Linked DNA regions of Mus musculus: all the other regions are linked to region 2. The links are chromatin contacts, called in public Micro-C and promoter capture Hi-C maps. All regions are on one chromosome and are shown on one strand. The core of a region is the stretch at or near the end of the contact, and the rest is flanking DNA. Distances in the headings are between cores, read along the strand shown.

Region 1 (3,157 bases), core at 558-3,057, 1.1 Mb before region 2:
TGAGGAGTCACACCTACTCATGAAAGTGGTGTGTTTATTACTTTTAGAAAAACTTCCACTAGTTTGAAGGAACTAGGGTAGAACTGGAAGCCCTACACAGGACTCCATAGCAGACGGCCAAGAAAAGCCTTAAAGCTGCAACAATAGCCCAGCGCTTGCCTCACGACATGAGGATCAGAGTTCAATCTCCAGGACCCATATAAACACACCAGCCATGGTACTGTGCACTTGTAATCCCAGGGACAGAAAGATCCCTGGGTCTCACTGGCCAACCAATCTAGCCTATTGGGAAGTGCCAGGCCAATGAGTACTTGTCTCAAAGGAGGTTTTCAGCATTCATGAGGGTGACATGGGAGGCTCTATTCTGACCTCCACACATGCTCACATATGCACTTCATCATACAGAGAGAGACAGACAGAGAGAGAGAGACAGACAGACAGAGATTTTTACATGGCAAAGAAAATCTGAACTATTACAACCCAGACCCCATGAAACTTTACCTAACCCAGGGCCACACATACCCACCCTTCATCACCTGGACACAGAACACTTCGACTCTGTAATGAGTAGGATGAAGATGTAACAGAAGGATTTGTGAGGGGCACGGGGAAGCAAGATCGGCGCAGCTGAATAAGAACGGGCACTAGGCACAGTGTCAAATAGGCACACCACACCTCTGCCAAAGCCTGCCTTCCAGCCTTAGAAAGAGATCCAGGTGCCTTAGAGGTGTTCCCTAATTCTCTCTGGAAACTGGGACTCTTCTCTAAGCTCAGAGCTTTGAGTAAAGCAACTAGGAGGACAACTGGAAATCCCACAGCCAAGCTCTAACGGTAGCCCACCGTTAGAGAGTGGTTGCACTTTTCTTCCCAGCCTACGTGGTAGTCCTGTTCATAGGATCGAATGAGTACTGGCTGAGTACTCGACTAAACCATTTCTGAAAAGGTCCTCCCTCCTTAGAACACGCAGCATGTTCCTGTCCCGACACAGGCACCACAGGAGAGAGTGTCCTCAACTCTGTCATCACCCTGATGTGCGCAGAGCTTCCAAACTTCCTTCACCCTCCCCGGCCCGTGGGACGGGGGGAGGGGCAGGAGGCTACAAGCCGGGTAGGTAGCGTGCCTTCCTGACAAAAGGGAATGAAAGGCTGGCCACATGGGTCCCGCAGAAGGTGTGTGTCCCAAGGTCACCGCCCCCTGCACACCGGGAGCAGGACAGTCCCACCGCTCATCTCGTGACTGCTGAGACTCCTAAGCGCAGCAGCCTTGGCCCGGGGGAAGCCAGTCTCGCAATGTGAGGGGCCTCCAGACAACCCGAGATAGGAATTCCCGGGGACCTCGTGATGTGTGAGGTTGCATCTGGGCCGGGATCTGGATGTTTCCTCTGTCCCCAGAGGACCCAGGAACCCTTAAGTTTGCACCCAGCGACACGATGCACCCTGGCACGCCGGGGGACCAGTCAGCTGCCCCTCCAGGGTACCTAGGGCCCGCCTTGGGACAGACACACCTGAGCAACCATAGACAGTGTCCCCGCCACCCCAGGCTGGTCCCTGCCCGCCGCCCTGGGCTCGGCCCTCTCTCCCCAGCAACCCCAGGGTGTCAGGGACAGAGGTCCTCACCTCCGGGAGTCCCTGGCCCTCTGGCCCCTTGGGTAACCCCATGATCCAGATGCGCTGATGTGGAGCCGGAGAGAGCGGGCCCTACAACCGAACTGTGATCCGGGTGGGGTGCAAAGCGGAAACTTCCTTCACAGGAGCTGACACTACCACAGCAGGTCGGAGAACCGTGGCCCCGCGGAGCATGCGCACTAGTGCTGAAGCGAGGAACCACTGCGCCTGCGCAAGGACAGCCAGCACTGCTGGGCGGGGCTGGATCCCGAGTAACCGATCCTCCCCTCAGAGGAGGTGCTGAACTCAAGATTCCTCCTAAGGTACTTTTTCTTTCTTTTAAAAATGTTTCTCTTTCTTTTTCTTTTTTCTTTTCCTACTTTTTCCTTTCTTTCCTAAGTTTTCTTAAAATGCTTTCTTATTGTTCCTCTTTTTTTCTTTTTTTTTTGTTCCTTGAGACAGTGTCTTAGCCAGCCTGGCTTAGCACTTCCTAAGGATGACTTTGTTCCCCTATAGTTTATAGGAATGCGCCACCATGATCAGTTCCTTTTTTTTTTTTTTTTTTTTTTTTTCGTTTACAAAGTAGCACGTTTCCTTATGGCATTTTCATATATCCTTAGTTTTACTTGAACACCCACCCTCTTTTCTCTACCATCTCCTTGCCGGTCCCTTCCCTTCTTAAATCCTTCTACCTCTAGTATTTCTCCCTTCAACTGTTATATCACCAGAGTTCTTTTAACTATTCCCACTTTCTAGTTTCTTGGCCTTCACGGAGCTTCTTAAAAGCTATTTCCCTGTGTCGTGAGGATCTCTTGCCTTCTGGCTCCCTTTCCTTTCCCTGGGTATCAGATTCTGAGTTTGGTTCTTTCCAAGCCTGGCTTGGACAGCTCCCAGCTCCTGAGTCAGTCCCAGCTAAGACCCAGTTCCAGCCATGTTTAACACACTCTTGTGCCAGCTATTAACATGTGGACCTGGGGACAGAGAACTCAAAAAGAGATCATTACATTTGTTCCTTCCTAGTCTCTGCATTTTATTTCCAGGAAAATTTTGTTTTGGAAAATAATCCTCACCCATCTCATCCTGACACCCTGCATCTTTCTGGGGACATGTTTTGTAAAATGCAGAGTCCGGTGATCACATACGATTAGCTGCTGTACCACTTATGCAATGTGCCCCTTGTCTGTCCCAGAGGATGGCAGCTATACAAAAGGGTTGTCTTTTTCCTGCCAGCCCAGCACCTGCTGCAGAACAGCTTACCAGCCTATTTTCATTTTGTAAGAGATGGAGGCAGAAGTGACATGAAGTCTTCTGCTGTAGGAGAGATCTTTACTGAAGGACGGGTGGAAAACTGGAAAAACATATGCTTCTTGCCATTAAAGAGGTTTTGTGTTTGCTTCCTTTCTTCCTCTTAATATCTCTGATAACTTTTGATTGTTTTTTCTTAGATTTATTATTTTATTTTAGGTGTATGACTGTTGTGCCTGTATGTATGCCTACATACCATGTGCATGCCTCTGGCTCAAAGAAATTCGAGGGTATGAGGTTCCCCTGGT
Region 2 (3,058 bases), core at 455-2,954:
TGTAAACACTCCCTCCTCGGCTCCAAGTTCTCTTGGTAGCAGAGTCAAGGAAAGGGGGTTTACTTGCCCAGTATGTAAAGGTCCTAGGGGGTCAAGGCCAAGATGAATAAACTGGAGGGAAAGGGATGGCCCACGTGCAATCACAGTGATAAAGACAACTGGGTTTTTCTAGGAGCCCAGCCACTTCAGGCCATGACTCAATCGATTGGGGACTGGAGACCTATTTAGGTGCCAGGGTCACTGTGCACCCGGGGTCCAGTCTCAAACGCCCAGTACATTTATGCAAAGGACAGCATAGTACGCAGGGAAGCTGGGCGATGCATGTGGTCCAGCGCCCACCCGACCCCAGAGTTTGCTGGGGCGCTGGAGAGTGGCAGGAAACAGTATATAGTTCCCTGGGGTTCCGGGCGCCTGTAATGAACGGTCTGCGGACTCTGTTGGGCCGGGAAAGGTAGGGAGGGGTGTGTGGGAGAAAGTCACTGACCTGCCCGTTCTTGCAGAGATCCGCCCACATGCTGGTTCCGTCGCCGCCACGCATGAGAATGTGGTACGTGAAGAAGTAGATGCCCCGCACCTGGCAGCTGAACTTGCCTGTAGTGGGGTCGTAGTGATTGCCAAGATTGGTGACCACGTCGTCGAACTTGAGCACCTCGTAGCCTTCGTGGGGGCTCTTGAGTCCCACGTAGAAGGCGATCTTGGGACCGCTGAAGGCGGCGCTCAGCGCACTGGTCACTTCTCCCTCCGTGTCGCCACCGCCCCCGGTTCCGCCACTCACCACTCCAACGCCACCGGCCGCGCTGGTTGTCAACTGCAGTCCGGGTAGCCCTGGCCTCCCCGAGTCTCCTTTCTCTCCCGGGGGACCCCTGGGCCCAGGAGGCCCTGGCTCTCCAGGAGGACCCCGAGGCCCTGGCTTGCCTGGTCGCCCCGGATCACCCTTTGGTCCCTGGATAAACGGAGGCGGGGGGTTGGCGCTGAGGTCCTGCATAACTTCCAGGGCAGCGGTACTGGGTCCCGGCGGTGGAGCCTTGGCGCCCGCGGGTCCCCCTGCGGGAGCGACGCTGTATGGGTCACAGATCATGCGGCAGGTGCCCAGCATCTCGTAGTGAGCCGCTCCGGGGGGCGCCGCCTGCAGCAGCAGAGGCACCGCGATCAGCAGCCCCAGTGCCATGGCCAAGAGCACGCCGACGGCCGCCAAGCAGGCGCGCCGCCGCCGCTGCCACAGCCGGGAGGCGACCGCCACCAGCTCCTCCTTGCCGCCTGGGGAGGTAATGGTGGAGCGGCGCCGGGTGGCCCCGCTCTATGCGTTCGGACGCCAACTCCGCAGGTCCCCTCCGCGTCCCCGACGTGGAGACCCCTCTCTTAGCCACCCAACTATTTCAACGAGAGGTATCCGGACCTGGGCTCCTGAGGCCACCGCTCTGGAACTGATCTGGAGAGTCGAAGAGCCCGACACGCATGACGAGGGGCTCACAGGACGAGCCCGGCACCCCGGCGGGGACCGGGTAGTGGCGGCTGGGGAATGCTGGGTCTCAGTGCGGCGTCCGGTGTTGGCTCAGCTGCGCTGGTTCCTGCTCTGCTGGGATTGGCGGGGCTTGGCAGGGTTCGGCGGGACGCGGGATCGGCTCTGCCGCACGCTCTGCTCTGTTCTCCCTCTACTAGCTGGTTCCCGGGCGGAGGGGGTACCCAGCTACCCTAACGTAAGATCAGGACTGAGCGGCGGAGGCGGCGAGGCAGCAGCGTGCGCTGCCATCACTCGGGAGACGGCGCTCTCCTGTCATCAGCTCCCATCCCGCGGCGTCCTCCGGAGATGTGCCTGCTGGCGGCGCCCAGGAGCCACAAGTGGGAGCAGCGGGCAGCAGCCCCTAGCTGGGGCTCCACAGACACACCCACTCTTGCCCACTCTCCTCTCGCAGACCACCAAGCTCTGGAACCCACGCGCGCAATCAGTGGGTGCATACAGCACCCACACACGACCACGATGTGGTGCCTGCGAAGTCCTGGCGGGGTCACCAAATCCATTTCCTATCTGGATGAGCCCAGGTCTCAACCCAAGTCCAGGACAGCCTAAGCTTCCAGTTCAAGAACAGAAGCACACACTGTATGTTGCAGCCTTTTCTGTTTTAAAACAGAAAGCGGGGTGGCAGAGGGGGATTCGCATACTACATACAGAAAGTAACCAACTTCCAAATAGAGGAGTAAGAGGAGGGGCACACCTACATCTTATTCAGAAGGCTGAATGGTCTTATATGTCTAGTCAGCTCTTGGAATTCGAACACGTTTAGTAACTGTTGATGAACAATTTTCAAAATAAAAAGAGGAAAGCAGGGCAGTGATGGTGCATGTCTTTAATCCCAGCACTGGGGAGGCAGAGGCAGGCAGATCTTTGAGTACAAGGCCAGCCTGGTCTACAGAGTGAGTTCCAGGATAGCCTGAGCTACACAGAGAAACCCTGTCTTAAGAAGAAAAAAAAGAGAGAAAGAAAAAAGAAAAAGAAAGGAAGAAAAAAACCTCTAAATTAATTAATTGAGCAACTAAGTGGAAACAATAAATAATTAAAGTAAGGCCTCTGGGGAAACAAGATGTCAGTAGTGGTACTGAACCCTTGTTTCTTTTAAAGGTTGTTTTTTTTTTTTTTAATTCATGTACATTGGTATTTTGCCTGCATGTGTGATCGTGTCAGATTCCCAAGAATTGGAGTTTCAGACATTTGTGAGCTGCTATGTGGGTGCTGAGAATTGCATCTAGGTCCTCTAGGAAGAGCAGCCAGTACTCTTAACTCAAGCCCTCTCTCCCCTGCCTCAACTCTAATTTCTTAAAGGCAGATTCCTTCTCCTCCTCCTCCTCCTCCTCAGGGTCTCAATCTCTTCCCCCTTCCTGTTGTTACTTATTTTCTTCTTTAAATTTAGTTTCTTTCGTAAACATCATACAAAATATTAGATGTCATTATAGCATTTTAAAACAACGTGTTTTAGTAAATTCTCCTCCCTTACCTTCACCATTCACACTGAAGGCACAGGGAGCCCTGCTCCAGGCTGGTGAGTGAGTTCCTCTCCAGGAA
Region 3 (3,217 bases), core at 20-2,519, 1.3 Mb after region 2:
CTCAGGCATCAGTCACTCCACCTTTAAAAGGAGGATACCCTATGGCAGGCTAAGCAATACAAAGGAACTAGACCTCAGGAAGAAATATAAAGAAGTCCCGCGGGCAGCTTTCTAAGAGCAGAGCCCAGGAGAGGAAGCTGAGTCCCATGGCTTGGGAGGGCACGGCCATTTGCTGCCTGCTTGCTTCTTGGAGTGGACAGTTCTGGACTGTATGGAAAGCCGGGGCTACTTAAGCAAATGCTTTCATGAACAGCCTCATCTACACTTTGGCCTGCAACTTCGGTGAGCCTAATTCTTCCTTCTCCCTCTGATTACTTCCATCTGGCTGCAGCAGCTTCAATGGAGTCTCCGGGATTAAAAAAAAAAGAGAAAAAAAAGAAAAAGAAAAAGAAAAAGAAAGAAAGAAAGAAAGAAAGAAAGAAAGAAAGAAAGAAAGAAAGAAAGAAAGACCCCTCTCACTGCAAAACATAAGCAGCAAGCCTAAGGTTGGCGTCACTTGTCGCCGGCGTGCTCTCAGATGGCGGCGTGAGCGAGCCATGGCGAGGGGCGCCTGGGACCCCGGGCACCTGCACTAGCTGCCCGGGCGACGAGGGCCTGCGTGAATCCAGTCTTGCTTCCCAACCCACGTGTCTTCCTTCTGCTACGGCGCACAGAGGATCCGGGAGTTTTGGGAACAACCAGCGGAGGGCTGAGGGGGTTGGGAAGAAAGGGGGAGTTCAGATATTGAAACCAGCAGTCGCAGCGCCCGAGCTCCGGAGCTCATCTGACTTGAGTTAGCAACCCCCCAACCCGGCGCCTTAGAAAAAGTGTTTGAGACTGGCGTGTGCTCCTGTAGCTGGAACTTTCTGGTAGGGGTGCTTTATTTCCTCCGAACTGGGTTGGAAGAATCTGCGATAGTCCCAGCTCTTCTCCTCCAGAGTGGCGTCTGGGTCGTCACCCCCCACCCCCACTCCCTAACTCCTGGGTTCTCTGGTCCCCCGCTGGAACTTTCCGAAGGGGTGCTTTCCTTGCTGGAGCTGAGGTGGGGGAGAGTCTGTGTTCGCCCGCTGGCAATCCCCCTCCAGGGTGGTGTCCCCCCACCCCCAGCCTCAGAGGCAGGGTGCACGCGGCGGGGCGGGCAAGCTAAGGACGCGACGATCAGGGTTTGCCCAAGCTCAGCGCGCGGGGGCGCTGCGCCATCCCAGAGACGCTGATGGATTGCATGAGTGCCGGCGTTCGCCAGCCGAGGCAGCACGGCTCCGCGGACTTTTTTTCAAACTCCTCTCATCAATGAGACTTCGAGGAGGAGCGGGAGGCGGCGGCGGCGGCTACAGAGGACGCGGAGGAAGGCGAGGAGGAGCCAGAGGAAGGAGCACGGGTCGTGCGTAGCATCGCAGCCGCCCGGAGCTGCTGGCCTGGTGTCCTTAGGGACTGCCCGAGTCCCCCGCCCGCCTTGGTCCCCTCCTCTGCCTGGCCAGCCCCGCCCCGGCAGCCGGAGCCCCCGCACTCGGCAGCCCCACTCCAGCCAAGTTGGGATGGGGCCCTGCAACCACTGCCCGGCGCCCGAGAGGCCACCTGCATGCTAGAGGCAAACTTTTGTCTCCTCGGTAAAGTTGCATTGGCCTTCCCACCCTTCCTTTTTTCTTTTCTTTCTTTCTTTCTTTTTTTTTTTTTCCTCCCCTTACTCTTGGTGGCGAAGCACTTCCTAGCCTGGCCAGCTTCGGCTGAGATGCTGTGGCGGTCTTGGAGTGTCTCTCATCCGTTTACCGGAATCGAGATCGTGACACTGATTTTAGGGGGGCCGGCTAAAGAAGGCAACCCTGATTAGTGCCCTGGTCCAGCAGCGGCAGGGCTTAAGGAGGATCTTGGGGATCAGAACTCGTGGCCGGGGTCGATTTTATTACCACAGCCCTCCACTTGAGGGGAAGTGCTTCTTGTTCTTGGGTTGCTCGGGTAGGCCGGTCTTTGACCGGTGGTACCGCTTGGAGCCTGGAACTGTTTGGGGGCGACGTGGGGGCTGGGGTGCGCCGAAGCTCCCTTAGATGGGCAGCTGGGAGCGCGCCTGTGGGACTGTGCGGTGTGCTGCAACCGCCGCCGGCCACTTGGAAACTTGCAACTCTACTTCTCCGCGCTGCGAGTCCGCGTCCAGGAGCCAGTCTTTTCTTTCTTCCTTCTTTCCCTCTCGTTGAACCCTGTTGCCCCTTCCCTCCGCCGCCAGTCTCTGGACCTCGGTTCTGGCTTCCTTACCTTTCTCTCTTATCCTAGGTCTCCAGATCCCCTTGACTTCCAGAATGGATCCACGCGTAATCCTTCGCCGAGGGATCGGTTCCCCCTACTCCTCGCTTTCATCCTAGCCCCCACTTAACACCCCCCAAGCAATCTCTCAACAAGTATATTTGCTGAGGAATTTGAAAAATCCACTACTGCAACTTGATCTGTGTGTGATGGATGAGGAGCGGCGCGGACAGAGTTGGGCGCCAATCCTATTAAGGGTTTAGAGAGAGGGGAGCGTTTTTTTTCCTCCGGGATTGGGGGTGGGGGGAGGGACCGTGTGCTTGAGTGAGTTCGAGAGGGCTCCCGCCGCGCCGGGAGCTGGAAGTCCACCCAACTGGGCTCCTTTTCAGCCCGGCAGCAATTGCTCTCATTTCCTAGGAAACCTGACTTTTAGAGCTTGAGGACACTAAGGATGGAGCCCTTGCGCTTCACCTCGAGTGACCTGGCTACAGAGACGCAAGGAGTTTGTGGGGATCCCCCAGGGCGCCTCTCCTTCCAGGCTTTGTGTGTGTGTCTGTGTGTGTAACTGTCCTGTGATTCCCAGAGCCGATCCCAGTTGGAGCAGGGGTAGGAGAGACTTCTCTTGGTAGTCTCATCCTTCAGAGACTGGGAAGGGATGGGTTCTGTACCTCTCTGTTCCCCAGCTGGGGCATCCTTCATCTTGCTGTTCGGTGGCCGCACGATGTCCTGGGCCCCTTGCCCCTCCGCCCTCGCTGGGCGTGTAAAGGTTTAATCCCCACAGCTTCAGATAAAGGGAACAGTTGTAAAACGCTCATATGCTGTTTGCAGACGAGGCTCTGGGGGATGTTGGAGAATTTGAAAGTAAACGTTTCCCTCGCAAGCGGCATAAAATAGTGTTTAAACAAATATTGTATTGGCATGCTCCGGGGGCTCGGTGCCAAAAAAGAAAAGTAAATAAACGGTGAAATCCAAAATATACAGCACGGGGGGGATAGCGGGCAGA
Region 4 (3,312 bases), core at 721-3,220, 1.2 Mb before region 2:
TTACAAAGTAAAATTTGGGAAAGGCTAAGGAAAAAGAAATGTCAGTAATTTCAGAAATGAAAAGGAGGACAGCATTACAGATCCCATATTCATTAAAGATAAACAGAGCCTGGGGAGACAGCTAAGTGGGCAAAATGCTTGCGGTACATTCTGGATACCCTTTGTCAACTAGACGAAAACCTAGATTCACCTAGGAAGAGGGAACCTCATATAAACAAATGCCTCAGTATCACTGATCTGTGGTCATCCCTGTGAGAAACTGTCTTGATTGGTGATGGATGTTGGAGGTCCTAGACCACTGTGGGCCACACCCTCCCTAGATAAGCCTCCTTCCTCCATGGGTTCTCTTCAGTTCCTGTTTTGTTCCTGCCCTGACTTAGGGATTGGCAGTTAACATGGAAGTGTAAGCTAAATAAACCCTTTCCTCCTAAAGTTGCTTTTTGTGAGAATGTTTGATCACAGCAACAGAAAAGCAAACTGGGACACCATGCAAGGTTGACCATCTGAGTTCAAGCTCCAGATTCCACATCAAACTTATTTGGTGTCAGTGTCTTGGACTGTGAACTTCACTCACGCTTACTATGGGTCTCACCTCTCCTCATGTGGGACTGTGAAGTTAAAAGGTATTTGAGTTTAATGTTTATCTTCTCCAAGGTAGGTTAGATTTCTCCTGATGCTAAGCTTTGTCCGGAACAATAAAATGATCTGATGGGTTTCAAAACAGATCTTCCGTTCACTGCAGGAAGCACAAACTGACCCCATCATGCTGGTGGCTTCCAGCACAGGGCAGAACTCCTGACAGTGCAAACATATAGAAGTGTGTATTTCACTCCCCAAGTCCTTTCCTTCCTTCCTCCTGTGGTGGTCTGGTTTGTTTGTGTGTGTGCCCATGTATACGTGGAGGCCAAAGTTGAGGTTATGTATCTTCCATAGTCCCTTTCCACCTTGTTTCTTAAAATAATAGATGTGTATATGTCTGTGTGAGAGAATATGTAGCCATGCCTGTGTGTAGATGAAGGCATCCTCTATTACATCTGTTCCTTTAAGACAGGGTCTCTCCCTGAACCTGGGCCTCATTTTCTCAGCTGGGCTGGAAGCCAGCAGGCTCAGCAATCCTTTTGTCTCCACCCCCTCAGATCCGATGTTGCAGGCACACGAAGGATGCTGGGATCTAAACTACAATCTTTAGGATTGTACTGCTGAGCCATCATCTGAACTGCTGAGCCACCTTCCAGCTCTCTTCACCTTGTTTTGTTTTGTTTTGTTTTGTTTTGTTTTGTTTTAAACAGGGTCCCTCATTGACCCTGGAACTCACCAGTTTGGCTAGACTGGATGGATAATGAACCAGAGAGATCCTCTTGTGTCCACCTCCCCAGCACTCCCCATTACAAGCATATGTCACCATGCCTGAGATTTTCAGATGGGTTCGGGGGATTCAACTCTGGTCCTCATCTTGCCTAGCAAACACATTATTAAATGCATCGCCACATCCAGAGATTTTGGCATCTAGATATGGCCACACCGAGCTTCTGGCGCCTTGCCAGTCATATTTACAATTTTCTGCCCTGGTGCACTGGTTCCTGCTTGTGGCTGCCTGTTCCCCTCAGCCGTGAGTCTCTGGATTCACGGTGTTCTATCTTTTAAACAGCACCTGAGCCTTGTGGCCTCAATTCTCTGATAGAACTGAGAATCGCTTTTTTTTTTCCAGTTCAGCTTATTGCCCTGTTCTGTGACTTTAATTCTGTATCTCCTTTGTTTCAAGGCAAAGGAAGCACCTCCAGAGTCTGAGATGGTGTTCACAGCCCGTCGCCGAGCAACAGTAACCTTCCAGACAAGCGGAGACTCGTGGCGGGAGCAGAAGGAGAAGCGGGCAGCCATGATGGTCGGGATCTTGATTGGCGTGTTTGTGCTTTGTTGGATCCCCTTCTTCCTGACGGAGCTCATCAGCCCGCTCTGTGCCTGCAGCCTGCCACCCATCTGGAAAAGCATATTCCTGTGGCTTGGATATTCCAATTCGTTCTTCAACCCCTTGATTTACACTGCCTTTAATAAGAATTACAACAATGCCTTCAAGAGCCTCTTTACTAAGCAGAGATAAGAAGGGCTGGGGAGAGAAAAGGGAAGACCTGGGAAGAGAAAGGGGACCTGTGATCCTCATTTCACCCGAGACCTTCTCCCCACCACCCACGGCCCGATGATGACACTCCAAAAGTCATACCATTGGGCCTGGAACGTTGAAGAGTTCTCATGGAGGTTGGCAACTGTTTGGCAAACACACCCATGCCTTCTACAGAAGGACGTGACAGACATTATTAGTGAATTGTGCTCCATTTCTGCACTAGGCAGAAACCCTGCCAAACACTTTCAGGATAGATTTTAGGTATTGGTGAGCATTTGTTAGACCTCACATGTGACAAAGTTGATTTGCTTTTCCATTATTTAGTACTGTGTCCTCTCTCAGGAGTTTCCTGAGTCTGTCTCCTTGACACAGCCTTTCCTCTATCCCTTATCCATCAGAGGAGTTTCCCTTTCTTAGCCTCCTATACAACCTCCACAGGACAATGATTCTCAGCTTAGAAGCGGGCCTCACCTGAAGCTTTGATAAAACGTGTTCCACGCAGGTGTCTTCAAGATGGCTCAGTAGGTGAAGGCACCTGCCCCTGAGCCTGGTGGCCTGCTTTTGATGGAGACACACGTAATGGAAGGAAAGGAAAAAAAAAAAAAAAAACTAACTGTTGCAAGTTGTCTCTAACCTCCAGATATGTGCCAACAGTCCTCACCCCCATGTGCACACAAAATAATAAACAAGACATATTTGAAAATAGAAAAAGTGTTCAGTAATTCATACTGACTGGATCAGACTCTCAAAGAGGTTTGGTGGTTTAGTGTTGAAACATCTTCATGTTTTTTCTGTTTTGTTTTTGTTGTTATTTTTTTGCAGATAGGGTCTCCTCTGTAGCCCTGGCTGGGCTGGGACTTATCATGTAGACCAGGCTGGCCTCTAACACACACAGATTCATCTGCCTCTGCCTCCCCAGTGCTGGGATTAAAGGCATGCGCCAACACTGCCCGACTTAGTTTAGCAGTAGTTGTAATTCCTCTCTGGGGTTAATGTAGATTGTCAGCTTGACAGGATTCAGAATCACCATGGAAAGAGGAATTTAACTGAGGGAGTTTCTAGATTAGTTTAACTGAGGTGGGGAAACCCATACTGAGTATGGATGGCGTCATCCCATGGGCTAGGGTCCCTCTTTCTATGCTTCCTGGCAGTGGGTTCAGTATGATCAGACACTTCTAAAGTTCCTACTGCTT
Region 5 (3,051 bases), core at 376-2,875, 1.0 Mb before region 2:
CTGGCTGTCCTGGAACTCATTCTGTAGACCAGACTGGCCTCAAACTCAGAAATCTGCCTCCTCTGCCTCCCGAGTGCTGGGATTAAAGGTGTGTCCCACCACGCCCAGCTTTTACTTTGGTTCCTCTAATTCTCCATCCCCTGTGGCTGTTACAGACTTTCTACCACCTCTTCTGAGGGGCTCCCTGAATACTGAGGGGAGGGATTTGATGGAGACATCCCATTTAGGGCTGAGCATTCAAAGGTCTCTTCCTCTCTGCACATTGTCTGGCTGTGACAATGTTCCCATTTGTTATATTTGTTATATTCCTTATATTTGTTATATTGACATTGTTATGTTTGTTCCCATCTGCTGCAGAAGAAAGCTTCTCTGGTGATGACTGAGTGCAATTGTGCTTTTAATCTGAGGCAAATCTGCTGGTGTTCTCAACAGAGCAGCCGTAGGCATGTTCCTGCTGGCGATTTAGATGGGATCTTTTCCCTACTTGTTGTTTTTGGACTTTGTGTTCTATCCCCAAGGGATATTTACACTACATTTGGCATAAAATTCATACTACAGCTTTATGTTTTATAGTATGAAAAAGAAAGCTTTGGAGATTATTATGATGTAGTTATTTCTTTTGAGCATCACATGGTTATAGTCCTCATAGAGACAAGATTGCTATAGGAACTACAGGGGACCTTGCTCTGCTTCCAGTCTAGACAGGGGAATAAGAAAGACAATAAACATGCAGATAGCTAGAGCATAGTCATGTGCTGAGACTAGCAACATTCACTCATGGTTCATAGGTGGAGGAGAGAGGGTTCCTAGACTTTCATCCAAGATCCTACCCACCACCCTCACCTGTCACCTGGTCTGGGAGAAGCAATAGAGTATATAGGAAGTAAAAGGGAGATGGGGAGAGGAACTCCAGAGATGCTATTGCCATGCGTCATCCCTCCTGCTCCTGTCAGCAGCCTCTGACTCACGGATTCACCAGGAGTGAGCTCATTGGCTCATCAGGCTGGGCTGATACGAAATTGTGTCTGTGGTCTGTTATTCCCCTGCCAGGGGTGAATGTCCCTCACGGAGATTCTTAGCATTAAGAACATCACTAAGAGTACAGACAGCTTTGCACACAAGTCAATAGTGTGTGCGTATGACTGTGTGTGTGTGTGAGTGTGTGAGTGTGTGCATGTGTGTGTGTGTGAGTGTGTGTGAGAGTGAGTGTGTGTGTGTGTGTATGAGTGTGTGTGTGTGCATGTGTGTGAGTCTGAGTCTTAAGGTGGAAGTTTATAAGCCAAGCCTTCCTGATGGTTTTCTCTGCCTGGGTCTTGCATGTGGATGGATACACACTCCCTCAGCTTCATTCTCTGGCTATTTACTGCCTCTACCTCCATTATGGACTCTCCCAATGGGACTGTAAGCCAAAATACGCACTTTTTTACTCCTATAAAGTTACTCTGATCATGGAATTTTATTGCAGTGACAAAAAAAAAAAAAAAAAAAAAGACTGCAGAGCCCTTTCCTGCTATGGCGCCATGCCTTGCCCTGTTGCACTTACTAGACCAGCTTGCTTATATGGTTTCCGAGATAAAGAAAGTTCACCCCAGCTGGTTTTGCAGAACTCCCAACACTCCTGTATCATGGAGGCCGAACCATGACAATGCCTGGCAGAGTCCAAAGACGATGAGTGTTGGTAGCTTCCTCGCATCTGATTTCTAAGTCTGTAAATTCACATCTGAGATAAAAGAAATGCAAGGGCCTAACTCCCGAGCTCTGGGTTTGCTTTCCTCTAGGGTGTGGCTCCAATGCCAGAAGCTGAAGGGCTGAGGAGACTGCTCATCCAGTAGAGGTGCTGGCTGCCGGGCCGGTGGACCGAGCTTGATCCTTGGGACCTAGATGGTAAGTGAGAGCACTGACTCTGACATAATGTCGTTGGACGGTCACACACAGTATGGAACCTCTGCATTCCCCTACAATGAAATCAGTAAATGTTAACTGTTCTTCAGACGTAAGAAGACGAGCCTTAGACGTGATATTTTCATCAGCACGATCTAACGCGAACGATTGAAGGCTGAGACTTGTGCTGGTCATTCTGCTCGCCTCTGCAGCCACACCCAACCAGAAGCAACTCCGAGGAGCAGTGGCAGCAGAAGGGGTGGCAGGGGCAGCAGGGGCAGCAGGGGCAGGAGGGGAAGATGGAGGGGCAGCAAGGGCGGGAGGGGCAGGAGTAGCAGGAGTGGCAGCAGGGGCAGGAGGGGCAGCAAGGGCAGGAGGATCAGGAGGTGCAGGAGGGGCAGGAGGGGCATCAGGGGCTGGAGGGGCAGCAAGGGCAGGAGGGGCAGAAGGGGCAGCAGGGGTGGGAGGGGCATCAGGGGCATCAGGGGCAACAGGGGCAGCAGGAGGGGCAACAAGGGCGGGAGGGGCAGCAGGGGCAGGAGGGGCAGGAGGGGCAGGAGGGGCAGCAGGTGCGGGAGGGACGGGAGGGACAGCAAGGGCAGCAAGGGCGGGAGGGGCAGGAGGGGCAGCAGGGGCAGCAGTTGCGGGAGGGGCAGCAGGGGCAGGAGGGGCAGGAGGGGCAGCAAGGGCAGCAAGGGCGGGAGGGGCAGGAGGGGCAGCAGGGGCAGGAGGGACAGGAGGGGCAGCTGGGGCAGGAGGGACAGGAGGGGCAGCAGGGGCAGGAGGGACAGGAGGGGCAGCTGGGGCAGCAGGGGCAGGAGGGGCAGCAAGGGCAGCAAGGGCGGGAGGGGCAGGAGGGGCAGGAGGGACAGCAGGGGCGGGAGGGGCAGCAGGGGGGCAGCAGGGGCAGGAGGGGCAACAAGGGCGGGAGGGGCAGCAGGGGCAGGAGGGGCAGGAGGGGCAGGAGGGGCAGCAGGTGCGGGAGGGACGGGAGGGACAGCAAGGGCAGCAAGGGCGGGAGGGGCAGGAGGGGCAGCAGGGGCAGCAGTTGCGGGAGGGGCAGCAGGGGCAGGAGGGGCAGGAGGGGCAGCAAGGGCAGCAAGGGCGGGAGGGGCAGGAGGGGCAGCAGGGGCAGGAGGGACAGGAGGGGCAGCTGGGGCAGCAGGGGCA
Region 6 (3,336 bases), core at 696-3,195, 1.2 Mb before region 2:
GAAGAGAGTTGCTGTGAGGATTTTTCTACATCAGCTTGACCTACGGGCTTGTCTATGGGGAATTTTCTTGACTACCTCAAGTGGTATAGGAAGTCACAGCTTGAAAGAGGGCAGCACCAATCCTGGGTTTAGGTCTTGGGGTGTAGGAAAGAAGGAAAAGCTACTTGGACACTCTCCAACCCTGTATTCATTTCTCCCTGCTTGTCCCAAGCTCCTGCAGGATCCTGCAGGATCCTGGAGGATCACTGCTTAGCAATGATGGGCCACGGATAAATCCTTTCCCACTTAAGGTTGCTTTTGTTAGGGTATTTATCACAGCAACAGAAAGAAAACCAGAAAAAGTCTTGCTCATCTGGCTTTGACCTTACTTACTAGGTATAGTTATGTCTATTAGAGGTATAGCTATGCATATTACTATGAATAGCTATGTACATTAGAAGACAGCTTTGAATTTCTGATCCAACTACCTCCACCCCCACCCCCAGCCAACTGCTGGGATTGCAACCATATACACACCAGCATACGAGACTGATATGCTAGGTGAACCCTCAACCGTCTGACCTTTGTTCCAACCTTAAGGATGCTATCTCAAGTTTCTGTTTGACTCCCACCAACAGCCACAGCTTTAGAGTAATCACATTATGCTCTTAAAATAGCCAATTATTTTTACTTAAGACTTTTTCATACAATATACTTTGATATACTTTTTATTATTTGTTTGTTTGTTTGTTTGCTTGCTTCTGAGGCAGGGTTTTTCTGTGGTCCCAGCTGTCTTGGAGCTGACTGTGTAGGTCAGGCTGGCTTCAAAACTGCCTCTGCTTCCTGAGTGCTGGGATTAAAGAAAGGTGTATGCTACCACATCCAACTTGATATGCTTTTTTAAAGTATGAGACTGGGGCCTGCAAGATGGTTCACTGGGTCAAAACAGTTGGCACCAAGCCTGAAGATCTGAATTCCCTAGCTCTGAGTTCCATCCCTGGAATCCACACGGTGGACAGGAACAACTGACTTCCTTTAGTTTTTCTCTGACCTCCTCATGATCTCTCTCTCTCTCTCTCTCTCTCTCTCTCTCTCACACACACACACACACACGCACACGCACACGCACACGCACACACACACGTAAAAGTAATTTAAAGAATGAGATTGAAAATGGAATGGGGATGTTGGAGGAGGGTGAAGAGAATTTCACGTAAGTGCCGTTTTCCTTTACCCAAGGGTAAATGAGAGTAGCTGCGGGGTGGGGTGCCTGCCTATCCTGGACAAGACCCCTGCCTTCATCCCCAGCACCACAAGAAACAAAGTTGCAACAATAAAACCTCAGGTTTAAACTGGAAGAGGATAGTAGACTATTAGAAACCAAAAGGAGGTGGAGCACCTGAAGTTAGACATGGCAAGCAGGTTGGAAACTGTCCCTCTTCTAGATCTCTGTCCAACAGCTTCAGCCTGGAGTTGTTAGCATAAAACTAAGGGATAAACTGCAAGGTCCAAGAAACCCTCCCTATGAGTTGGGCACCAAGCAGCTGGGATGGAGCACAGAGCACTGAGCACCTAGCACCTAACAGCTGGGGAGCAGAACTTTCTGTTTCATGCACTCCAATATTTGGGACTCTTACTCTGGATACAGGTAGAATCAGGGCTCCAGGAAACCACAATGCCTTTGGCTGGTAGCCCAACAATGTCTCAGTGTCTAACAGAACCAACAAGTCCACTTGAGGGATCTGCGGAGGTGGTAGCTATGGAATTCCAACAGGATGTTAACAACTTTTCCCTGAGGCGACCGCTGCTAGCTTTCTCTCCGCCCCTCGGAGGTGGGAGACCGCTAGTACTGCGCTACAGCTACAGCTCCTATTGGTGGAGGCTCCAAAACTCCTCCGCCCATTTCAGCCCACACGAGGAGCCCTTTGGTTCCAGCAACCATTCAGGGAAGGTCTCTATTGAGCCCAGGCACCAGTCCCCAATCCTCTGCAGTCGGTTTGATGCGCTGGGCAAAGCTGGACTAAGGAGTCTCATCTGGAAAAGAGGGTCCACGAAAAAGGCCAAAAGAAGCGCCAAAAGGAGGCTGCAGTTTGGAAAAGGGACAAGGGTGGCGCGGTTTGGACATCTTTTTGCGTTGCTGGGCGCGCGGAGTGCCTCTCTTGCTTCTCTTGCTTCGCCACCTATCCACAGTTCATGCAACCACGGGCACATCTCCTGCCCCAGAGCCCAAGTCCCTGAATAATGGAAGTTTCTAACCTCTCAGGCGCCACTCCCGGCCTTGCCTTTCCTCCGGGACCCGAGAGCTGCAGTGACAGCCCAAGTTCCGGCAGGAGCATGGGATCCACCCCAGGTGGGCTCATCTTGCCTGGCCGCGAGCCGCCCTTCTCTGCTTTCACCGTGCTTGTGGTGACTCTACTGGTGTTGCTGATCGTTGCCACTTTCTTATGGAATCTGCTAGTTCTGGTGACTATCCTGCGTGTCCGCGCCTTCCACCGCGTGCCACATAACTTGGTGGCCTCGACAGCCGTCTCGGATGTCCTGGTGGCGGCTCTGGTGATGCCTCTGAGCCTGGTGAGCGAGTTGTCCGTTGGGCGACGTTGGCAGCTAGGCAGGAGTCTGTGCCACGTGTGGATCTCCTTCGACGTGTTGTGCTGCACCGCCAGCATCTGGAACGTGGCGGCCATCGCCCTGGATCGCTACTGGACTATCACGCGCCACCTGCAGTACACGCTGCGCACCCGGAGCCGTGCTTCTGCGCTCATGATCGCGATCACCTGGGCACTGTCCGCGCTCATTGCTCTCGCCCCGCTGCTTTTTGGCTGGGGCGAAGCCTATGATGCTCGGCTGCAGCGTTGCCAGGTGAGCCAGGAGCCCTCCTATGCTGTCTTCTCCACCTGCGGAGCCTTCTACCTGCCTCTGGCGGTGGTGCTCTTCGTCTACTGGAAAATATACAAAGCCGCCAAATTTCGATTCGGCCGCAGACGGCGGGCGGTGGTACCGCTTCCTGCCACCACGCAGGTAACAGGGACTCTTTGTGGATTTCTCGGTGTGGATGTGGGGGTGGGGGTAGTGCGGAGGAAGGGTCCTGGAAAGAAATAAAAATAGAAAATGGAAGAGTAGAACGGAGTTTGGACTTTGGTGTGTAAGAGAGGAGAGGAAATGTCGCATCTGGAGCGCGGGAGAAGGCCATCTGCTCTTGAGCTCGTGGGGTGGCTTAGCGCTTGTATTTCTAGAGAACCACCTGCGGGATATGCACCTGTGAAAATTATTTTCTAAACTTGTACATGAGAACTAGCTCTGGAGCCTCCAAACCTCGTGTGTGTGTGTGTGTGTGTGTGTGTGTGAGTGTGTGTGTGT

Evidence for each region. Promoter capture Hi-C pulls out the DNA fragments that hold promoters and counts their contacts. Hi-C and Micro-C count contacts between places; a contact is called where the count stands out from the background.
Region 1: a promoter capture Hi-C map of hippocampal neurons shows a contact between it and region 2, with 4 times the contacts expected there. The contact joins the promoter of Ccdc93 here to the promoter of C1ql2 in region 2. A contact is called at or near these places in 1 of 39 promoter capture datasets (hippocampal neurons) and 1 of 115 datasets of contacts at active chromatin or transcription factors (astrocytes).
Region 3: a Micro-C map of embryonic stem cells shows a contact between it and region 2, with 7 times the contacts expected there. The contact joins the promoter of Gli2 here to the promoter of C1ql2 in region 2. A contact is called at or near these places in 1 of 39 promoter capture datasets (neutrophils) and 3 of 484 Hi-C or Micro-C datasets (all in embryonic stem cells).
Region 4: a promoter capture Hi-C map of hippocampal neurons shows a contact between it and region 2, with 3 times the contacts expected there. The contact joins the enhancer-like site here to the promoter of C1ql2 in region 2.
Region 5: a promoter capture Hi-C map of hippocampal neurons shows a contact between it and region 2, with 2.2 times the contacts expected there. The contact joins the promoter of 2210011K15Rik here to the promoter of C1ql2 in region 2.
Region 6: a promoter capture Hi-C map of liver shows a contact between it and region 2, with 4 times the contacts expected there. The contact joins the promoter of Htr5b here to the promoter of C1ql2 in region 2. A contact is called at or near these places in 5 of 39 promoter capture datasets (hippocampal neurons, liver, pre-B cells and 1 more).

What each region holds. Positions count from the first base shown.
Region 1 is chr1:121,429,717-121,432,873 of GRCm38.p6, reverse strand. Ccdc93 (coiled-coil domain containing 93) reads right to left here and starts at 1,807. Exons shown (of 24, transcript NM_001025156.2): 1 at 1,617-1,807. The coding sequence starts at 1,658. Gm35243 (a long non-coding RNA gene) reads left to right here and starts at 1,806. Exons shown (of 2, transcript XR_387343.4): 1 at 1,806-1,927; 2 at 2,645-3,157.
Region 2 is chr1:120,339,228-120,342,285 of GRCm38.p6, reverse strand. It overlaps C1ql2 (complement component 1, q subcomponent-like 2), which reads right to left and starts at 1,704. Exons shown (of 2, transcript NM_207233.1): 1 at 485-1,704. The coding sequence starts at 1,168.
Region 3 is chr1:119,051,671-119,054,887 of GRCm38.p6, reverse strand. It overlaps Gli2 (GLI-Kruppel family member GLI2), which reads left to right and starts at 1,269. Exons shown (of 14, transcript NM_001081125.1): 1 at 1,269-1,586.
Region 4 is chr1:121,509,174-121,512,485 of GRCm38.p6, reverse strand. It overlaps Htr5b (5-hydroxytryptamine (serotonin) receptor 5B), which reads left to right. Exons shown (of 2, transcript NM_010483.3): 2 at 1,763-2,728. The coding sequence ends at 2,098. Among named protein-coding and RNA genes, the nearest start is that of Htr5b, 18 kb to the left of the region's middle. Within about 2 kb of position 1,970, at least 13 of the 459 cell types and tissues checked have an H3K27ac peak or open chromatin away from gene starts, as enhancers often do. A contact at or near this core is called in hippocampal neurons, where this site is marked.
Region 5 is chr1:121,358,645-121,361,695 of GRCm38.p6, reverse strand. 2210011K15Rik (a long non-coding RNA gene) reads left to right here and starts at 1,625. Exons shown (of 3, transcript XR_003947976.1): 1 at 1,625-1,674; 2 at 1,779-1,884.
Region 6 is chr1:121,527,074-121,530,409 of GRCm38.p6, reverse strand. It overlaps Htr5b (5-hydroxytryptamine (serotonin) receptor 5B), which reads left to right and starts at 1,945. Exons shown (of 2, transcript NM_010483.3): 1 at 1,945-2,997. The coding sequence starts at 2,221.